Regions from separate parts of the Mus musculus genome. Here all the other regions are linked to region 2. Evidence: chromatin contacts called from public ChIA-PET and HiChIP or PLAC-seq data. All regions are on one chromosome and are shown on one strand. Each heading gives the region's core, a stretch centred on a gene start, on an enhancer-like site or on the middle of the called end of the contact. The rest is flanking DNA. Distances are from core to core; before and after follow the strand shown. Region 1 has its middle 36 kb from the start of Gm39404. Region 2 has its middle 32 kb from the start of Gm46148. Region 3 overlaps Slc9a9 (solute carrier family 9 (sodium/hydrogen exchanger), member 9).

What was found. ChIA-PET counts read pairs in DNA pulled down with a chosen protein or histone mark. HiChIP or PLAC-seq counts read pairs in DNA pulled down with a chosen protein or histone mark.
Region 1: a contact with region 2 is called in an RNA polymerase II ChIA-PET map of memory CD8 T cells, with 11 read pairs. The contact joins two enhancer-like sites. A contact is called at or near these places in 3 of 484 Hi-C or Micro-C datasets (the Ba/F3 cell line, the HL-1 cell line and liver) and 2 of 115 datasets of contacts at active chromatin or transcription factors (CD8 T cells and memory CD8 T cells).
Region 3: a BATF HiChIP or PLAC-seq map of CD8 T cells shows a contact between it and region 2, with 5 read pairs. The contact joins two enhancer-like sites. A contact is called at or near these places in 1 of 15 datasets of contacts at CTCF or cohesin (CD8 T cells), 5 of 484 Hi-C or Micro-C datasets (CD4 T cells, Th2 cells, bone marrow-derived macrophages and 1 more) and 2 of 115 datasets of contacts at active chromatin or transcription factors (CD8 T cells and memory CD8 T cells).

The regions. Positions count from the first base shown.
Region 1 is chr9:94,618,897-94,623,096 of GRCm38.p6, forward strand. No RefSeq gene overlaps it. Among named protein-coding and RNA genes, the nearest start is that of Gm39404, 36 kb to the left of the region's middle. Within about 2 kb of position 2,200, at least 33 of the 459 cell types and tissues checked have an H3K27ac peak or open chromatin away from gene starts, as enhancers often do. A contact at or near this core is called in CD8 T cells and memory CD8 T cells, where this site is marked.
Region 2 is chr9:94,439,733-94,443,382 of GRCm38.p6, forward strand. No RefSeq gene overlaps it. Among named protein-coding and RNA genes, the nearest start is that of Gm46148, 32 kb to the right of the region's middle. Within about 2 kb of position 1,884, at least 15 of the 459 cell types and tissues checked have an H3K27ac peak or open chromatin away from gene starts, as enhancers often do. A contact at or near this core is called in CD8 T cells and memory CD8 T cells, where this site is marked.
Region 3 is chr9:94,689,850-94,693,989 of GRCm38.p6, forward strand. All of the region lies in intron 2 of Slc9a9 (solute carrier family 9 (sodium/hydrogen exchanger), member 9), which reads left to right. Among named protein-coding and RNA genes, the nearest start is that of Slc9a9, 22 kb to the left of the region's middle. Within about 2 kb of position 1,627, at least 182 of the 459 cell types and tissues checked have an H3K27ac peak or open chromatin away from gene starts, as enhancers often do. A contact at or near this core is called in CD8 T cells and memory CD8 T cells, where this site is marked.

The DNA of each region.
Region 1 (4,200 bases), core at 950-3,449, 180 kb after region 2:
ATGCCTGGGGAGGAAGAGTTCTAGTCTGGTTTGTTCTAGGGACTTCCTGAGGTCTCTGAGTTGTTTACTTCTAGGCTTAAAGAGCTTCCCTGTCTGATGGAATGTTTCACTTCCCCTCAAAAGGTTCTGTTGTTTAGCCTCCCTTTTAACATCCATGTATGTCCTCATGAGCTCCCCCCACCCCCTTAGAATAATGTTCAAGATGGAAGGTTCAATCTTGGGATAAAATGCTACACTACAGAGCTTCCATTTTAAGGTAATACATCAGGGTGGGGAAGAACAGTGGGAGGAGCAGGGGACTGCTGACCACACTGCATCACGGTCACAAAGTGACTTGCTTCCTTCAACAAGGCTCCACCTCGTACAGTTTGCACAACCTTCTCAACAAGTGCCACCAGCTTGGTGAACACGTTTTCTACCAGGAGCCTCCAGCAAGGATTTACTTTTCAACCACAATACCCACCATGCAAAGCCCAACCAACCCCATTCCAGTGAGCTCCGATAAAGTGAATAAGCTTACATCATAAAGTAGGAGGTAATTAAAGTAGGTGAGGTGATGAGGTTTGCAGCAGAATTTAAGTTGCCGTAAAATCACAGAACCATCCACAGGCCTGTGTCTAGGAAGCCACTTTGTAAGTGGCCCAGGTCTGAGAGCATAGGACCTACTGTTTTGAGGTGCTATGAAAACTGGGTCTTGGACCAGTAAGTTGTAAAGGAGACCAGGAGAATTACTCAAAGACAATTCTTAGTGTTCAGGTTGGTTCTGCCAGCAGTGACAGGGTAATAATTGTCCCCTTAGCTAGGGAAACACAATGAGCAATTGTTTCTTTAGCCCTCAGTGGATGATGTAAGCCATTGGATTATCTTTCAGTATGAAAGTCTTAAATTACTAGGAAGGAATTTTCTTGCCTGCACCTGACACCCCTGATGTCTATCATGATCCATTATTGGTTGCGTTACAAACTGTGGCATTCTTCATTTGCTCCAGATGAAGGAGTGTGCAAATTCACAGATACACAAAGGCACTTGAGATAAGCAAAAATATTTGTTGTGACCCCAGAATAAATCAAAGGGGAAAGGGATTTACGAGAGTGGCTTACAGGCTGTGGTCCTGGTAGTCCAGCAATGGCTGCCTACCAACGGCAGGTCTGAGAATCCAGTGGTTGCACCGTCCATGGAGGTGGATGTCTCAGCTGGTGTTCAGTATAGACCAGAATCCCGAAGAAGTATTGCCAGGGAAGGAATGGACTTGCCAGCCAGAGTGAGGACAAGCAGGCAAAGAGAACAAGCTTCCTTCTTCCATGTCATTTATAGAAACTGCCAGCAGAAGGTGAGGCCTGGATTAGAGTTGGATCTTCCCACTTTAAAGATCTGGGTTAAATGTGGGTCTCCCCACTTGAAGTGACTTAACTAAGAAGAAAAGATTCTTCACAGGTGTACCCAACTGCTTGGGTTTTAGTTAATTCCAGATGTAGTCAAATTGACAATCCAAAGCAAGCATCATGCACAGCCTTTCAAACTTTTAAAGTACGATATTATAGAGTAGAAGATAAGAACCTGGTAGTGTTTGCTGGAGCTCACTGACTGCGGGCACAATTTGGTTTTGTTCTTTCACTTTAAACCCAAATCACGTGTGATGAAAAGGCTGCTCAGAAACTCGAAACATGACCAAGGCGATGATTCATTGACGTCTCAAGGAAATCTAAACATCTGTTTTTGTAGCATCCCCCCCTCCTGTATCTTTATGTATCATATTCTGTTATCTATGCATTTCTCCTTGTATTTAATGCAGCACTTCACAGAGTGAGAAATGATGTTGGATATGTTCAGCAAATGTAGTTGATGTCTTGCCATTTGTTACCAAAAAAAAAAAAAAAAAAAAAAAAAAAGGCCTGCCTAATTAAGCAGCTACTTTGCATTCACTCTGCACACTGTAGCAATGGATTTTCATTTTCTTCTGGACCTTTACAGCATAGCAATCTTGATGTCTCATCAAACTTGTTAAAAGAAGAAATTACCTGTCTGCACAGCCTGTGCATGTATAAGTCTTTTGTTTTGGAAAATGACAGCGACCGTGATTACTATCTGCAAATCACTCAAGTGGCGGCATATAATTAACTGTCATTTCTACACGGCACCCACAAAGGTTCCCACCTAAGCTTAACCGCTTGTTACCGTTTGTCTGTGGTTTGCTCCTCTCCTCATCATTTGTAACCTGCCATTTAGAGAGGTTTGCTCGGTCTGTGTTTTATGCGCCAGCCAGGGGACCTCACGCCTTGACAGCTCTTAGTGATGTGCGCTCACAGATGTATTGAGCCTTACCATATTCCAAGCACTGTGGGGCTTAGGAGTCAACTGGGAATCGGCCAATTAGAAGAAGTGCCTTGACTTTTCACATGAGCCCGTGGAGTTTGTATTACGTATATGAAAATCTGCATTATTGTAACGAAGACCAAGAAAGATGATTTCTCTTGTCTCATGGTTCAGAACAGAGAGATGAGCTTTTCTGCTTCTGCTTCGCATGGCCATTCATAGACTCAGCTTCTGTCCTCTGGATAGTACTCTGTCCTGGCTCCTGACCTTCTCTAGGTTACCGACATGACTGTCCTGCTTTAATTCATGGCGCTGAGGACATGTGGGGATGGGGTGGGAGCGGGAGGCAAAGAGGAGACGGATGGAACTTTAAGAACTGAGCTTCTCTTCAAAATTCACTGTTTGCACCCAGATGCAGCAGACTTAAGAAGTGGTATTCTCTAACTACAAATGCCCAGGCACAACCTCATTGTTTAGGGAAAAGGGAAGAGTGGACAGTAATAAAGACAAACAAACAAACAACAAATCTGATCTCTTCTGTTGCTGGGATAGGACATTGATGTAAATGGGGGATGATTCAGTTTATAGGTTATGCTCCGTCACCAAATGTCTTAATTGGGGTTTTACTGCTGTGAACAGATACCATGACCATGGTGCAGAAGGAGCTGAGAGTTCTACATCTTCATCTGAAGGCTGCTAGCAGAATACTCACTTCCAGGCAGCTAGAATGAGGGTCTTAAAGCCCACACCCACAGTGACACACCTACTCCAATCAGGCTGCACTCCCTGGGCCAAGCACAGACAAACCATCACATCAAGGGAAGCCAAGGCAGAAGCTCAAAGCCGGAACCTGGAGGCAGAAACGGAAGCCCAGACCCCAAGATTACAGAGGAAAGCCAGGAAGCACCTGCTTTGCATTATATATAAGTCAAGAGCATGATACTGGAAGGGAAGCAACAGATAAAAGACTTAGGGGAAATTCCATTTGGTTATGAATGGCTTTGTCTGATTCAGGGATTCAGCCAGAAAAGATTTTTTTACCCCAGCTGTGGTTGTTCACATCAGAACCTGGTAGGCAGAGGCAAGAATGCCACTGTGAGTTCAAGGCCACTGTGAGTATGAGCTACATACAGAACGAACCCCAGGCTGGCCTGAGTACAGATTTTTAAAGACACTGTCTCAGAGAAACAAACAGAGGAACCATTTCCCTCAAAAGTGCATTTCTCTTTTGTAGAAAATAGAATGGCTCAAATGAAGGTCAGGACAGAGAACTCAAAACTGCCAGGGCAGACTTCAGTCTCTTTCTGCTGTGCTTATCGAGGAAGGAGCCACCTCTTGTCCTTGGAAGCTGATCTCCTTCAAGCCTGAAATGTCAGGTTTTATCACTGAAACTCAAGTACATTTTGCTGGTGATGGAAGACAGAGTTACTCCACATGACCCCTTTCAAATCTCCTTCTTTAGAATGTATATATGGCTTCTACCACCCAGCACAGGACTATATACTAGGAGCTACCCTGATTAGAGGAGAAAGACAGACAGACAGACAGACAGACAGAGACAGAGAGAGAGAGACTTTATCTTTTCTGCTGGGGACCCTGAGCACATAGTGAATGTTATGAAATGTGCCTCACATGGGGCAGCTCATTATAAGGGACCAGATTTGTTTAAAAAAAAAAAAAGGATTTTGAGTAAGAATCTATTTAAATGGTATCTCAGATAAAGAGTTTTAATTTTAAAAAGTAATCAAATGTGTAAATAAAACTACCCATTAGGGATTGGTATTGATTTACATTTATAATTACAAAATAAATGAGTAAAAAAAAAATATAACTGTTTCTGCAGTAATAAAAAGCACCATTGGATGCAAGTTTTGTGCAGAAGAGACA
Region 2 (3,650 bases), core at 634-3,133:
GGACATATAAACAATATTTTTTAATCCTCTAGGAAGGGGTAATGAGTTCACATTTGGCAGAAGACAGCACAGGAAGAGAAATCTAAGCAAAGAGAAGAATGCAGTCCAAAGATGGAAACACAGGAAGGAGCTGCTCTGAAGCAATAGTGAAAGTCCAGAGTGGTTCTAGAAAATTCTGACAGATCGGGAGTGGTGAAGACTAGGGCTAGAAAGACATTTGCTGCTTTGATTTGGGAATTCTGAATTTATCCTGAAAGCAACTGATAAACATTAAAAGTCTTTAAACAAGACAGTGAACTACACTTTAGAGATGGCCCCTGGGAGTGTGGAATAAGTCCTTGAGATGTTAGTAATGACAAGGAACAAGATCAGTCAAAGCATCGCTGTAGAAGTCCACATGAGACCCTTCAGAGGCTGGCACACTGTGGTAGGGATGAGTAAGAGGGAAATCATTTGAAAACTGCTTAAGAAAAAAAAACAATAATGTCTGGCAAGATGGTAGATAAACAGGATTGCTGTGGAAGTCTAAAACTATGAGGTAAACCTTTGGAACCCACAGAAGGGTTAGAAGGAAAGAGCCAACTTCCCAAAATTGACGTCCTCATAAATGCCAAGGTGGGCCTGTATGTGCAAATACACATATCACACACACACACACACACACACACACACACACACACACACACACACACACACATAAATACACACACATGCAACAATAATAGTAATAATAATTAATAGTAATGATAAATAATAATTAAGTTCATGCAAACAAAAAGTCAATAAGATTTGACCAGTCACTTAGTTTGCTGAGCTGCTAGGTAGGGGAAAGTGCTATTGGTTTAAACTTTCTTAAAAGAAACAGTGTGAAGGCACAATTCTATACCACTCTGCTATATATAAATGTCCCCACTGAAATGCCACACAGAGAATGATGAGCTGAAGCTTCCCAATGAGATGAACCTGCCACTGTCTCTACTCCAAGATAGTGCCAGCCTAACCAGTTAATGGCTCTACAAGATGGGGCCCCTATGATAGAAGATTCTGCAATTATTTTCAGCCATATGACAAAATATCTGATAAAAGACAAGTTTAGGGTGAAAGGGATTATTTGGGGCTCTGTGAGGTACAGGCCTCACAAAGGGAAGGGGTGGCACCAGGAGTATGAGGCATCTAGTCACAGTGAATACTTAGCCAGGAAGCAGACATACAGACAAACACACACACACACACACACACACACACACACACACACACACACACACACACACACACGCACGCACATGCAAATACATGTGCTCAGCCGTCTTAAGCCTTTTTATTCAGGTCTGGGACCCCAGCCCATCAGATGGTGCCACGCATAATCAGGATGCGTCTTCTCCCTTTAGTTCAGCCTCTTTGGAAACAGAAGGCCACCCAAAGTTGTGGCTCTTAAACATAGTCCACCTGACAGCAAAGATTGACAGTCGGAGATGTTGTCTCTGGAATTTCTTAGAACACGCCTTGTAGTTGAGATTTTCTGCATCCCCTGCCCTTGCCTGCCCACTCCTCTTACAGAAGTCAGACAGAAACAGTCTCATGGCCACCCAAGCCTCTCCTGTTTTTCTCTTACTGTTATTTTATGTAATTGTGTGTGTGTGTGTGTGTGTGTGTGTGACTCAGTTCTGGGTTGGTATTTCCTTTCTGCTGCATTCAAAATAAGAAATTGAGAGAAAGGGTAAAGATAATAATCTTTTTTTTTTTTTAACTTTTAGCCTGTTTGCGTCTAACACACTGAAATTTGACATCTGCTGAGCAAACATTTTTTTGAGCATGTATACATACAGTGATCCACATAACAACTGACATAGAATAACCACAAGGAGGTGGTTGGCTCCAGTGGTTTCTTAACGAAGGGTTTGAGGTTTTCCTTGACATACTCATACCTGGCTTTGGTTCTGTGCCCTTTTGTGTTGAACGTAAACATTAGTTATCATCTACAAAAGCAATCTTGTACAATGTCCTGGCAAAACTAGAGAACGCTGGAGTCTGCTGTCTGTCTCAAAGCTTTTAACTACATCTATGTACAAGTGAGAGAAGGAATTGACATAGAAACGAATTGTGATCTGCCCTTCACAAGTCCTGTGTTATTTTCCATGTTTGTTTTCATAATTAAATTTCTAATGTCTTTACATTTTCCGCACTAAGCATTTCAGTAGTAAAGAGAATCAGTATTGCATTGCAGTCCAGAAAGAGTTAAATTCCTTGAAAAAGCTAAGAAAATATTATATTTTAATCTCAGGGACTTGTCTAGACTCTTTTAGTGTGTTGCCATGGGAATGAAAATAAAAATAAGAATTGCTATATTCTTTTTAAACCTAGAAAGATCCATATGCAGTGTTTATCTCTGAGATTATCTAAATCTTCCTTTGGCTGTCTAATTATGAAGCGTTTTCATACATCTTTCTCTGAGATCTCACCCCTACAAACTGAGTTACCGGCCATGAGAAAGTGCTCCTTTTAATACAGAAATCAATATCCCATCATGTCCCTTAACACTGAAAGAGTGTTTAAATGGAGCAGAACTCTAGGAAGACAAAACTGAAGGGCAGTGGTGTCTGTGTCTGAGGTATGTTCTCATCCCCCCTACCCACTTTCATTTATAGTTGAGATTTTTTTCTTTTCTATATAAATCTACTCTTTCACCTGGCTCACTTCTTGCCTGTGGCATCAAAGCCAAATGGTACAGTGTGTCGTTTAAAGAGAGAGAGCAAAGAGTGGTCTAACACACCTTGGGAGGTTTAATGTATCTGGCTGCACTCGATCTGCAACAAGCTAGACCATTGCCATTAGTATCAACTGGCTTCTTAACCAGAAGCCAGACAAGACTAATATGTGGGTCCCTCCTAACTTGCCAATACCCACAAATCCAGTTGAAAAGACCCACCAGGAACAGGAATGAATGTTAGCATTCAATAACTGTGGAGCCACAAAATCAGTGAAGTACAAGCTATAATATTATTAAAACATAGAATCGTTCTCCATTCTTTAAAAAGACTAGTTTCATTTTTTTTAAGGTTCTTCAATTTAGAGTGTGGAACTGAGAGCCAAAGCCTTCAGCATCCCCCTCTCATAGCAGACCTGAAGACAAACCTGAGACCGTGGATAGCCACCCATCAATGCTGAAAGGGTGTGACTTTGTAATATTTGAGAGGGAAATAGTTGAGTGGAAAACGCTGAGCCTGTTCTGGGCTGATCAGAGTAGTTGTTTATACATTGCTATGAATTTGACTACTATTTCCAAACTCAAATTCCTATGGTTTTAATACAGGTGAATGACTCAATATCAAAATCAATAGGACTTGAAAGGTAACCAATCTGACAACACAGGATGGACACATCAGTCTAGCAAGGATTGCCTTGAATCACTCACATGTAATAAAACCATGCAAGACTGATAATTTCAGAACTACAAATGTGCTGCATAGTTTGCATCGTCAGTTTGATGGATTTCAGAATCACTAAGACAGGTTTCTGCATTGGGTTAATGGAGGGAATACCAGCCATAGATATGAGCAGCACAGTTCAATGGGTTGGGGTTCTAGCCTGAGTGATAGAGGAACAGCAATCTGCGGCCCTGGATCATCAGTGCCTGCTCCTTGACTCCAGTG
Region 3 (4,140 bases), core at 377-2,876, 250 kb after region 2:
CAGACTCTGGTGCTGGTGGGAAGAAGCTACATCAGGACTTAGCCCTTGATCCTGAGTCCTGACCACTAATACCACACACTGGCCAGGCTCTCCAAAGGGCTCATAAACAAGGGGCTGAGGCCCAACGAATTTTAGCTTCTCAGGCAGCAGGAGGTGGGAGGTTCTGGGAAGAGTTCAGGAGAAGTCCCACAGAGTCGGGCACTGAAGCCATCACAGAGCTCCTCTGGATCGCCTTCCTTCTTGGCGTGTGCTGAGTGAGTATTCAGCCTTGGTTTGTACACATTAGGACTTGATAGTCAGTTTTACTCGTAGAAGAATTGAGTTGAAGCCTAGATGGAATGCCAAGGATTTGGGGAGTCTGGAAGGAATTCCCATGTAGTGCCACCACCTCTTAGAAGGTTTTCAAAAAGCAGGTGCATTTCTGGGGTGGTTAGACCTTGGTGGTACTTGGAAACAGAGCACAGCTCTGTCCCTTCATGAACTCCTTCCAATAGGAAAGGATAAAGCTGGAAAATAGAGAACTATGGCATTTAGAGCAGCAGCAGTATACTGTGTGCTTCTTCTGAAGGTAGACTTCAGGAAGTACCATATGCTAAGCCCGTTCTCTTCATGCTCAACACAGGTAAAAATGTAGGATAGAAAAGAGTTATCTGCCAAGTGAAACCAGTGCTACCTATGCCATGAGAAAGGCGCACTCAAAGCAGCTGGCTGCTGCTGTCCTGTCCTGCACTGTAATGTTTGATTCTCAACACCATTTGCTAAAGTTCTTCTGTGGATCCAAAGTATCTTTAATTTTAACCTTTGGGGCCAATATTATTATGTTATGTTATATTATATTATATTATATTATATTATATTATATTATATTATGGCTTCACAAATGTGAATTTGTTCCAGATATTTAGGACTAAACAAACATTCTTCACTTTCATATAAATAGGAAGTTTAAATTTTTTCTTTTGAAGAGGAAATGGAAATTTGAAAAGTAAAAACAAATAAACAACCAGTAAAAACAACAAACAAACAACCTAAACATCAGGGGTGGGGACGTAGTTTGGTGATGAAGAGCTTGCCCATCATGTGAAAGCCCCAGATCTGACCCAAGCAACCAGCAACAACCCTTGTCTATTGCTAATGTTTCTTTCATTTATTCTCTGTCTTCAATGGACTGAGTCTCCACAATTACACTTCTGAAATAGACATAATTTCTAGGAGGGTACTTACTAGTAAGCCGGAGGAAAATAGTACCAGAATAACACCGTAATGCTAAAGTGCAGGTGCCAAAGGTTTGTATAGACCCCCAGGCACTCAGAAGTGCTGCTGTCCTGTGGTGGCAGGGCTGTCAGGGAGGCTTACAAGGAAGCATCCTGATGGACTCTAGATGCAACTGTGGGAGAGGATGGGGTGAGGGTGGGAAGACATCCCAGTCAGAGGGAGGGGCATGGTATACAAGTGAGAAAAGCAATAAATATCCCAGGAAACGAAGCATCTTCTATTTTTTGGATGTATGGAAGACCAGAAAACTGAGGGCAGATTCGACTATGGGAGCCACTGAACACCAGGTTGGCCTGTTCACGCTAGTCAGCAGAGAAGGGGGATGTTAACAAAGGCAAAGGCTTAGTTTGGCTGCAGCAGGCAGGAAATAAAGCAAAAGCAGAGACAGCACTTGGGTGGAAACCCAGGGGCAGGTGGAGAGGAAGGACAGGTGGGGGTCGGAAGGAGGGGAGGAGCTACTTGGTATTCCCCTGTGAGTTCATAGGAAAGGGGATGGGAAAAATGGAGAAGGAGTTGGATTATAGGGAAAACTCACAGTTTTAACACATCTCATCATGAATATGTTCATGTGTGTTCTAGCACGTTATATATTTACACTGCTGAGCTGCAAGGGCGGGTAGTGCATTGAACTGGGATGTCGGGTGGATCGAGTCCCATTTCAAAAGTTGTCAGCACTGTTAAATTTATCACTTCTACCCCCCATAAATCAGATGACTGCAGTGAACCGACAAAGGAAGCTCCTCCGTGAAAATTCTGCTAAGTCTCCACTTCCTGTTTGAAAAGTGACACTGTCAGTTGCTTAAGGGAAGTGGTTTGGGGTTCTGTATACTGCTGAGTAAAAAATGTGCTATTGTTTCAAAAAAAGGGAATCTGATCCCCTCCCAGTAGGTCACAGAGCTACTATGTGACTAAGACTTGTAAGAATGTTAAAAACAAACAAGCAAACAAGACTTACAGACACAGCTAACTATATGCCTTTAATTGGGCTCTTCCCTTTAAGGGAATCAGTTAATTAAGTCTGCTTTTCTCACTGTCCATATTTCCCTTTTGATTCTTACATGTTTATCTATCTTTGAGCCTTCCAGGCTTTTACCGTGTGACATTCTTGCACAGAGGCCAGGGCCAGAGCTCTTCTGGCAATAGGAACAGTTTGATCAGGCAAAGTCAGGAGATAAATATGTGCAGTTAACAGTGGGGCACTCTTGGGAAGGATACAGGAAGGCTGGGGGGACGATCTCCTCCTGTAAAGCTTTTCTAGACACGCTGGGAGGGAGAGCCCCAGGGTGATTAATCGCCATAAGGGCTTGGAGACGCTTTGGCAGGCTACTCACGGTGTAGTAGGTTTTATCCATCCTTCACATTCTACAGAAACAAGCTGCGGTGATTCCTGTCTCTCTATCTTGACCAGTCTTGGCATAAGAGGACCCCAGTGCAGCTCAAGCTTGCAGAGAGGACCCTGAGGCTGCCTGGACACTAAGGGGCTTTCATTTAACCCTTAGTTAAGAGAACACTTGTTATAAAGAAGGAAGTTTACTTACAAAATTTATAACTTGTAAATTGTAATAAAGAAGCAGTCCCACTGGGTTGGTCTGAGGTGAGGGCAGCAGATGGTATCACTTCACAGTGGCACAACGTTCAGGAAAAGATGGTCACATCTCAAACAGGAGCAGAGGGGTGGTGGGCATTCATTTGACCAGGCTTTCCTCTTCCCGTAACAGACATTTCTAAAGAACTTGAGGGGGTTGCATGAGCAGCACCCCAGAACCTAGAATCCACTGTTCCACTTTCCACAGGATCCACATTCTGTGGAAGTGACCCTGGGGAGCAACCTTCTCTCACAATGTGACCATACCCAAGCCATAGCAGTAAACACAAACTCAGTAAAATGCCCCATGCACCTACTTCAATCCTATTTGTTTACAAATTCCATGCAAACAATGCCATACATTATAACACATATATAAAAGTAAAAAATTTCAAGGATTAGCCGAAAGCAAAATATGAAATCTCTTCTCCTTTCTACTACTCTGTAGAGCATGGGACACCTCACTTTAAGGATCAGCAATGCCACTTATTTTATGAGAACTGTTGTTACCTTAACCAGTTCTGTCTTGGTCCATTCCAGGCCTTGGCAATGGAACATAAGCAGATAACCATATACGATAACATAAATGGAGGTAAACTTAACTCATCGTTCTGAAGGTTGGAAACCAAAGCTCAAGGCACCCACCTAGTGTGAGCTCCTCCTACAGTGTCAGCATGAAAGCCATCAAGAGGTAGAAGCAGGAGGAAGGGATAAGGGACCACAACTCATCCATCTTCCTGGAACACACTTGTTAGGGTTTGAATCTAGAACGGTCCCTCAGAGGGTCACCTTTGGAGTATATAGTCCCTAACTCCTGTCTATCCTGAAGGCTGAGGAGACTTTATGAAGGCAGGGCCTGGCGTGTGGAAATGGTCCAATCCTAGACTGCTTTTTAACTGCATCTTCATGTGCACACACTCTGCTACATCCCATCCATGCCTTCCACTCCATGATGGGGTGAAACCTCTTAGCAGCCACAGTGGAAGCCTCTTCTCTTAGGAGGCTATTGTAACATAGATATAGAAAACAACCAGTGCAACGCTCTATAGTAATCCACTCCTGAGAACAAAGCCAATCCATTCTTCAGGCCAAGCCCTCATGGTCCAAGGTCTCTTAAAGGCCCCACCTAGCCATGCAGTTGTATTGGGAATTAAATTTCTAACTCAAAACTCTGGCTGACATGGGTGACATATGAAAACCAGAGCAACTTTTTCAGAAGTTCTTTTGAAATCTATGGTATGGTGTGGAGACAGAGTCGGGGGATCTTGGCCTGGTATGGG